3 separate regions of the Mus musculus genome follow, and all the other regions are linked to region 1. A link is a contact called in public HiCAR-type and promoter capture Hi-C data. All regions are on one chromosome and are shown on one strand. Each heading gives the region's core, a stretch centred on a gene start, on an enhancer-like site or on the middle of the called end of the contact. The rest is flanking DNA. Distances are from core to core; before and after follow the strand shown.

Region 1 (2,700 bases), core at 188-2,687:
TGTTTTCCTTTTTTTGCTTTAGACATTGTCTTCCTGGTAGCCTGGAACTCACAGCTATCCACCTGCCTCTGCTTCTCAGGTGCTGGGATGAAAGTCTTGCAACTTATGTATGGTTTGACACATTAACTTTTAATAGCCTTATACTAAGGAAACTACTTAAACTCTACTTAACCACATTCTTTTCCGACTGTGTAATGTTTCAAAATCACTTCCAAAACAGCCAAAAGGCACGTGTGCCTTCCTGCTCTCTCTTCCTGTCTGAATATTCTTCCTGCACTTACCTGGCTGGAACTCTAGTTAAAACCTCTTTTAAATGCTGCCATAAACTCCAAATCCCCTGCGTTCCCACATCATCTCCACTCCCCAGCACCGTGGCATTCTGGTATGTTACTCTTTGGCTAAAATACTAGCTTTATCTTTTAAAATGCAGACTTTTAAGTGTCCGCCGTCTCTCATCTTTAAAACAGCACCATAGACACTGGCAGAAATACGCCCACAGAAACTAACCACCTATTAAATACTTTTTTGAATTGCAGGGGTAAGGAAGCAAGCATGAGGCTTTAGGGGTGAAACCCAAACGTTTATTGGAAAAGCTAAAACTTCCATCAACTTTCTTATATCCTCATGAAATTCATGAGCCCGACAATGATCACTGTATCCACCAGGTTGGCCATCAGAAGCTCTGGTTGGCTTCGGGGATATCTTCTGAGAGAGATGTCTTGTGTATTTGCTTTGGAAGTAGAAGAGCGAGTGATTCCTTCGAAATTAAAATGCATTTGTCGGCGTAGGCGGGAACTGGCTTTAAGATTCTGGAGTTCCACTCCTGGTAGCCGAATCCTCGGTGGAATTTAGTGACAGATCCACAGTGAGAGTTTAACATGTACCTCAGGGATCCAGTGTCTGCGAAGCTGCGACTCGGGAAAAAAACTAGGGTCATTACCTAAATGTTCATTCAGAACCGGTTGCATTCAGACCGGGATCTGACCTGGCCGCAAGGTCTGCTTAAACACGTTGCAAAGCAGTGGGGTTTGTGATCATACACAAATCACAGCCACTCAGAGAGGCTAAAAACCAAAGGACCAAAATGTGGACACACTCAGCCTAATCGGCCAGTATTGGCAACAGGAAACTTCACGATAAGACGTGGAAAAACTGCTTAAAACAAAGTAATTCAGCAGCGAAGAAAACGGCAGTAGTTTGGCTCCTCTCGTGTTCCGTAGGAGCGGATCGTGGGACCTCTGTGGTCCACGCCCCCTGGGCAAAGGCTGCCCGCTGCGATGCCTGCTAGAAATCCAGCCGCGTTCTTACCACGGACGCTCCTAAAGGCGGAAGTGGAAACTCCTAAGGCACGGCACCACCGGAGCCACCTCTTTAGTGGGAGGAGTTGCACATGCGCACAGAAGTCGAGCGGAGCGCTTAAATACCGTCATGCGGCCACCGCCGGCCTTTTCCCCTGCCGCCGCCGACTTGCGCGGAGGCGGAAGCTCGGGGTGAGTGTGATCCCAGCTCGTGCGCCGGCGATAGCGTGTCTACTGCGCCTTGGCTTCAAAAGTGAAGTACTTGGGTCTTAACGGGCGATTTACTGATGTTTTGTCTTTCAGTGCGTTCAAGATTCGGCGTCACCCGTGATTCACCGCCATGGCCGAGGAAGGGTGAGCGAGTGGGGCGTGGGCCTCCCGCGGGCGGCGCTGGTCTGGGCTTTTCTCCATGCTAGTTCCCCATCCCTAGCCTGCCGAGGGTCCTAACGTCTCTGTCTGCATTCCAGCATAGCTGCTGGAGGTGTAATGGACGTCAACACTGCTCTACAAGAGGTGCTGAAGACCGCCCTCATCCACGATGGCCTAGCACGTGGCATACGCGAAGCTGCCAAAGCCTTAGACAAGTACGTGTCTCAGTCTCAATACTGTGGGGTGTTGCAGCCGGAACAAAGACTGCAGCAGCCAAGGGAAGAGAGCGTGAAGTTCATGCTGTTAGCACAAAAGTTCTGAATGTCATCCGGCCAGCAGGAAACCTAGGAAAAGGTATCAACTCTAGCCCACTTAGGATGTGTGGGTTGCTGTGTGGATCGGGGATGACGAGCAGTAGTTTTGTAAAGCTACAGTGTTTGCATGATGACTTGAATTGTCGGATACCCCTTCACCCCGTTCATGGGTGAGAAACAGCTAGTCTGACAAACCTGTAGCTCGTGGGGATAGATAGTCCGGTAGTTTTGCTAGAAGATGGAAAAGGGGGGGGCATCATTATTTAGTTTGCAAATACTTAAACGACAATATTGTGGTGTCGGGGAAATCTAGCTATATCCGGGAGACTTGAGAACATGCATGGTTTATTAGGCTTATGCACGTGTATTCTACTGTTTGAGGTAAAGTCAGGTGATTTTGGATGCTGTTGTGAATATTTACAGTGCTTCCTGCACAGGACTGCTTTGGATCAGCTTTCAAGTTGGAAATACCCTGAAAGTGGTCATAGTTTCCTTTGGCCATAAATAGGTTTCCTATTATAATGTGTGGTATTGGTATCTAAGTTTGTACAGGGAAAGTGAATGGCTAGTCTGCAGTTTGGTACAGTAAATCCTGTGTGGTCAGGTTTACTAGCACAGTGAAGACCCTTGAAGGTTTCACCTTTGAGTTTTGCATTTTAGGCGCCAAGCCCATCTGTGTGTGCTCGCATCCAACTGTGATGAGCCCATGTATGTCAAGC
Region 2 (2,700 bases), core at 188-2,687, 2.4 Mb after region 1:
CAGATTAAGTCTACAGGTTGTACTATCTCAGTTTGCACTGCATGCAAGCAAGCGCGCTCGAGCAAGCACGCACACACACACACACACACACACTCACACAGGCCCAAAATTCGGCACATATCTTGTAAAATCAACAAAGACACAGCTTTTGTGGAACCCAAAATATTTGCAAACTGGATTGCTGAGAAAATAAAACATACATATTACTGGAAAAGCAAAAGCAAATATGTTTTATTCTATTTCCTGAAGAAGTGCCAGCCGGTACCACACTCCACCTGCATCTCCTCACTTTGGAAACACCAGGAGATGGAGAAGAGAAGCCTTGGTCTCATGCAGTTTGGGTCATTGGAAGCAAGCAAAATTGCTGGTTACAATGTAACTAACAAGTTACCCAATATTCTTAAACTTTAGTACAGAGTCTAAAGTTGTTTTTTTCCTCTAGAAGACAGATTTAAAATTTACCAGTGAAGAAAAAAAGTTGAATTTTTGAAGAAAAAACTTGGCATATAAGATATATTTATATAGGAAGATTGGAATTATATTATAATCGAGTTGTTTGTGCCTTGAAAAGAATAAACAATGGGCGGTTTGCATTTGGTAACCACACACACATCAGTCACTCAGCACACCAAACATTTTTTATTCTCAGTGCAATAATTCATAACATTAAATATATCTCAAGCATTTTACAAAATTCCCCAAGTGACTTAATTCTTCATAACTAGAAAAGAAAGAAAAAGGAAAGAGAAAGGGACATGAACCCTCATTTTTTAAGTTGTTAAGTTTAATGAAATGACATGAGAGTTTAATTTTCAGCTTCATTACTCAAATAACTGGCTTTATTAGACTGGGTATTCTCAGAGATATGAGGAACTATCAGATGATGGTCTAAAATAAAGTACTGGGCTTTTGTTTTGTTCCCAATTTAAGTTTTCAAGATTTATTTTTATAAACCCATGGAGCCAGTGGGCACTTTGTAGAGAGAAGGATGCATTTCATATCGTAAGAGTTCTCTATAACTATTACAATCTGTCTGAGAATTACAAACATTAAAACCACTGTTCCCACAGCTAACAACTTTCTCTTGAACATAGTAAACTCAGAGCCATTCCAGCTCAGACCAGTCCATTCATATGATAAACTACCTTATAAAATGCTACATTTTCCTTCATCCTCTCCCCTTTAGTTTTAGAAAATGGTTGTCTACAATTTGTCAACACAGTAAATACGTTTTAGTTTCCCAAGTGAATAGACTTACCTCTTCTTTCCCACTGTTTGGAACTTTGCAATAAACTTCCCCTGTTGATGGATCGTAAGAATCTATATATGAGTTACAGGGTAAAAACTTCCCACCTATAAAGTTCTCCAACATCAAAAGTTCCCTTTTTCCAGCCATGTTAGGAAAGTGCCCTCTGTGTACAGCAGCCCTCTGTGACTGCCCTCAGGACTTTGGACACCCTCATCTCACCCCCAGGCCCAGTGTCCTCATTTGCATATCCGAACCTGGGAGGAGGAGACCCGCTGCGCTTCAGAACTTTCCTGATTCCAAACTCGGATGGTTCTTGAAGGCAACTCATGGTCCATTCTGAGAAATGGGCACTGCATTAAACTAACATCAAGTTACATATGTACAATGTCTTCAGATTGTCCTTTCATATCAACTGTGTGTGTGTGTGTGTGTGTGTGTGTGTGTGAGATGATTTTATCGGCACTGCACCATAAGTGCCCACTGTTTAAACACGAAGTGCAAAGCATAAAGAAAATTGGCTCCACAGAATATTGTCCCATGCAGCAATCCTTACTTCCTCCTTTCTAGGGAAGGCATTGAGCCTCTGGAAGGTTACACAATGTGGCCAAGGTCACACATGAACACTCAAGTACTGACAGGAAATGAGAAGAAACTTTAGCTACATTTACACCTAACAGCCTGTGAGTCCATCTCAGGAGGATGCATCCATGTCCCTGTAGGGACTGGCCACAGGAGCAAGGGAGCCGTCTTCACTACCCGGCAATGCCGTGGTTTGAACGCTCAGAATTCGGGCACGTTTAACCCTCCAGTGGCAGTGTTTAAGTGGGCACTCCTGGAGTTAAGGTGCTGCTCACGGCCTCGGTGGTGCCTTCGAAACAGGCTATGGGTCATTTGTGCCTTCTGCCGCAGGAGCACAGCTGCCCTGCCTGGTGAGGAAGTGGCAGAGGCAGGGGATATTTACCATACACAATCTCCTCACACCAACATCATGGGCTTCCCAGTCTCCAGAACAACAAGAATTCAGGTTCTCTCAAGTGATCGATTTTCAGTTATTCTGTCACAGCTGAACAGACCAGCACATGGCCTCTGAGAGGACAGGACACACCACCGTTCACTCTGCTGAGGCTCCATGGATAACCAAACTCTCTTGTGCATCATAGCGCTTGTTTTGTATTTTGCAAGTAACCCTCTGAAGGTCTTGTTCCTTCTGTTCTCCATGTTGCTATCTCCCCATCCTTCCTGTACTTCACGTCTCCACCTACTGACGGCTGTCTGTCGTCTTTGGCGTCCCATTTTCACCACAGTGCATTTGGTGAGAATTTGTTCTTAACCGTGACTGGAAGAGGCTGCTTTTCTACCACTGGCTTTGTCTTTCACCAGTTGTGGAAATGTTTTGGCTGCTGTATTGCTGTGTTTCCATTCTCTGTATTTCTACCTTGTAGAATGTTTAA
Region 3 (2,700 bases), core at 159-2,658, 2.5 Mb after region 1:
TCTCTTTTGCATCGTTTCTATATTACTGTCATCACACTGTGGAATCTCTCATGCTTTAACCAGCTGTTACTGTAAACAGTCCTCATGTGTTAAGCAGTACCCTTAAATAGTCAATTATCACTGGCTGAGGAAATATATTGGTAATAAATGTCCCTTATTTCACAGCTACACAATCTCTTCCAGACTAAAGTCATTTCTTAGTGGTAGTGGTCCACCAGGCCTTTTATACAGACACTATGTATTCTTACAGTGAATGCCTGCCAAGTAAGATATTCCAGGCAGACTGGGTCAAAGTCTCCAGATGCAGCCCAGGTTGTTGGTTGGTCAAACCTGTTGAGGACACTGAAGCTCACAATCCCCCCAAAGGGGGTGTTAATAACAACCGCCTGCGTAAACATTGCATCTTCTCCATTTTAAAAAGCAGCAGGTCTTTAGGATTCTTGCATCACTTTACATTTGTGTTTATTTTTAGCTTCTGTGATGCTAAATGATGCTTATTATCATCCACTCAATGCCAACAAACTGCGAGTCCCTTTTTCATGACCTCCCCGCTGGTGTTATTTTTCCATTTCCTTTTTAAAATCAATCTACATTAAGCACTGTTTGCCAATAACTGAATTTATACACCTGAACATCAGCAAATCGACCCAATTTCTTGAGCCCTTTTAAACAAGAATCTTTTCTGTTTCTCACGTCCCCAGTTTTGAAATCCGTTGGAAAAAAATGGAGCAGTCAAAAACGCAGGGACACGGGGACAACGAAATAAATCTGACGTTTGTAGTAGGCCGGCCGCAGGTAAGCGCTAAGCCAGCCTCTTTTCTAACTACGGCCTCGTGGGCTTGTCTGAAGGAGGGCTTATGAGACAGACGTCAGGAACTCATTGCGGGATCCCCGCAGGAAACAGGGAAAGAAGAGGTGACGCTTGGATACGAACAGCATCGGATCCCGACCTCGCCACACCTATGGGCCCTGGAGATGCTACACCCCTGCCCGGTCGGTGAACTAGCTCAGCTAGGAGGCAGACAACACGCCGGCTTCCTCCCCGGGTGTTCCTCTCAGGTCCTGCTCGCTCTCCGCCCGCTCCCTCTCCGCCGAAGATCCCATTGCGAGCGTGGCTCCGGGGTCCATGCTCGATTCCAGGGAGATGTAAAGCGGCCATGGAGACAGCTGGAAGAGCTAAGGTCACGGCCGGCGCGGCCTTACCACCCACCTTCATCGTAGTTATATCCCCGGACGTTCCGATGCCGGGCCATCGCGCACAGACGGCGCCTGCCGCCGTCCCTTCCAGAAAAACTCGGCTCAGAAACCGACGAGGCGCAGACCGCGGGCGGAACACCTCTGCCGCGCCATCTTGTCTTCCGCCAGGCCTCTGCGCCGAGCGTCCGCGCATGCGCGACGTCATACCTGCGCACTTGGCGACGGCAAGCTCTCGGGGTCACTGCGGGCCTCCCGGGAACGCGTGCGCGCTCGCGAACTGGCGGGGGGGGGGGGGGGGCGAGGTCCCGCCCACAAGCGAATTGACTGACGTGGACTTCAAGGCCAGAAATGAAGCAACCAGAGGGTTGTTGAGCGGGATCCTTCACCTACACCGGTTTTCAGGATTATTTCCCAACTTTGGTTTTTGATCATCTGAAAAGCTGCCTATTTCGCTCAGTAAAAACAAGGACTTTGTTTCAGCTTTTAAGCCTTAGTAAACACTATAGGCAATCAATAAACGTGTAAATTTGGCATAATAATTAGTCCAAGCTGTAGAGGGAACTTTTTGAATGAGTAATTTTAGCTTTGAAATGTAGCCACACTGGGTCAATATGCTTCGCATGTAACTCATGGCTTCAGGTATGGGCTCCATATTAAATTCATTAACAGCTCTGGTAAACAACTGTCTGACCTTAGCTTTGTAAAATATTTCATTAGCACGAATTAATTAAGAAGGAAGCCTTAGACATTGATTGAATACATAAATATGTGAACTTGCTAAGGGTGTTTAGTACAGCTTTTCAGACACAGAACTAGCCTTGGGTGCTTATGATGTAATAATAACACATAAATCTATAACCTGTTATTAAACATCCTTGTTTCATACAACATAAGGCTAATAATGCTGTGTAAAAAACATCAACCTTATTATCACACTGAACAAACCATTTTATTGTAGCTTGTGCTTTCAATGCCAAGACCTGGAATCAAAGGCGAATGTCTAACACCACCTTACTCAGCTTTTCTAATCCACAACAATGAGGATAACACAAATTAAATCCATATTTGTAAAGGGCTCAGATTTGAGTTCTGACTGACTACCCAATGGTGTTCTTAACTCACAATGTTTCATATGGCTCCAAGGCAAAACTTTATAGACAAAAAAAAAAAAAAGTAGATGCTAATTTTATGATTTTTAAGTGTTTTATTTTATACCTTTAAATAATTTCCACATTGCAGCCTATTTCTTTGTAAGTGAAGATATTATCTTATACATTATCAAATTCATAAATAATATTTGCCCATGTAAGAGGACTTAGCACAGGACATTAAGTGCTAAAGAGTACTAAATGTGCTGGACCTGGTGGCTCAATTCCTTTAATCTTGGTACTCTGTAGACAGGGACAGGAGGACCAGGAATTCAAGGTCATCCTTGGCTACACAGGGAGTTCCAGGCCAACCAGCACTGTTGAGACCCTGTCTCAACGTCACGTACATAAAACT

Evidence for each region. Promoter capture Hi-C pulls out the DNA fragments that hold promoters and counts their contacts. HiCAR-type assays count read pairs that join an accessible place to other places.
Region 2: a contact with region 1 is called in a HiCAR-type map of astrocytes, with 2.7 times the contacts expected there. The contact joins the promoter of Aldh8a1 here to the promoter of Rps12 in region 1. A contact is called at or near these places in 2 of 39 promoter capture datasets (hippocampal neurons and pre-B cells) and 1 of 115 datasets of contacts at active chromatin or transcription factors (astrocytes).
Region 3: a contact with region 1 is called in a promoter capture Hi-C map of hippocampal neurons, with 16 times the contacts expected there. The contact joins the promoter of Hbs1l here to the promoter of Rps12 in region 1. A contact is called at or near these places in 2 of 39 promoter capture datasets (hippocampal neurons and liver), 1 of 484 Hi-C or Micro-C datasets (muscle stem cells) and 1 of 9 other capture datasets (adipose tissue).

Annotation. Positions count from the first base shown.
Region 1 is chr10:23,785,946-23,788,645 of GRCm38.p6, reverse strand. It overlaps Rps12 (ribosomal protein S12), which reads left to right and starts at 1,437. Exons shown (of 6, transcript NM_011295.6): 1 at 1,437-1,490; 2 at 1,602-1,652; 3 at 1,766-1,882; 4 at 2,642-2,700. The coding sequence starts at 1,639. It overlaps LOC115487513 (a small nucleolar RNA gene), which reads left to right and starts at 2,103; the gene lies at 2,103-2,176.
Region 2 is chr10:21,376,037-21,378,736 of GRCm38.p6, reverse strand. Aldh8a1 (aldehyde dehydrogenase 8 family, member A1) reads right to left here and starts at 1,437. Exons shown (of 7, transcript NM_178713.4): 1 at 1,259-1,437. The coding sequence starts at 1,396.
Region 3 is chr10:21,294,687-21,297,386 of GRCm38.p6, reverse strand. Hbs1l (Hbs1-like (S. cerevisiae)) reads right to left here and starts at 1,408. Exons shown (of 18, transcript NM_019702.2): 1 at 1,211-1,408. The coding sequence starts at 1,253.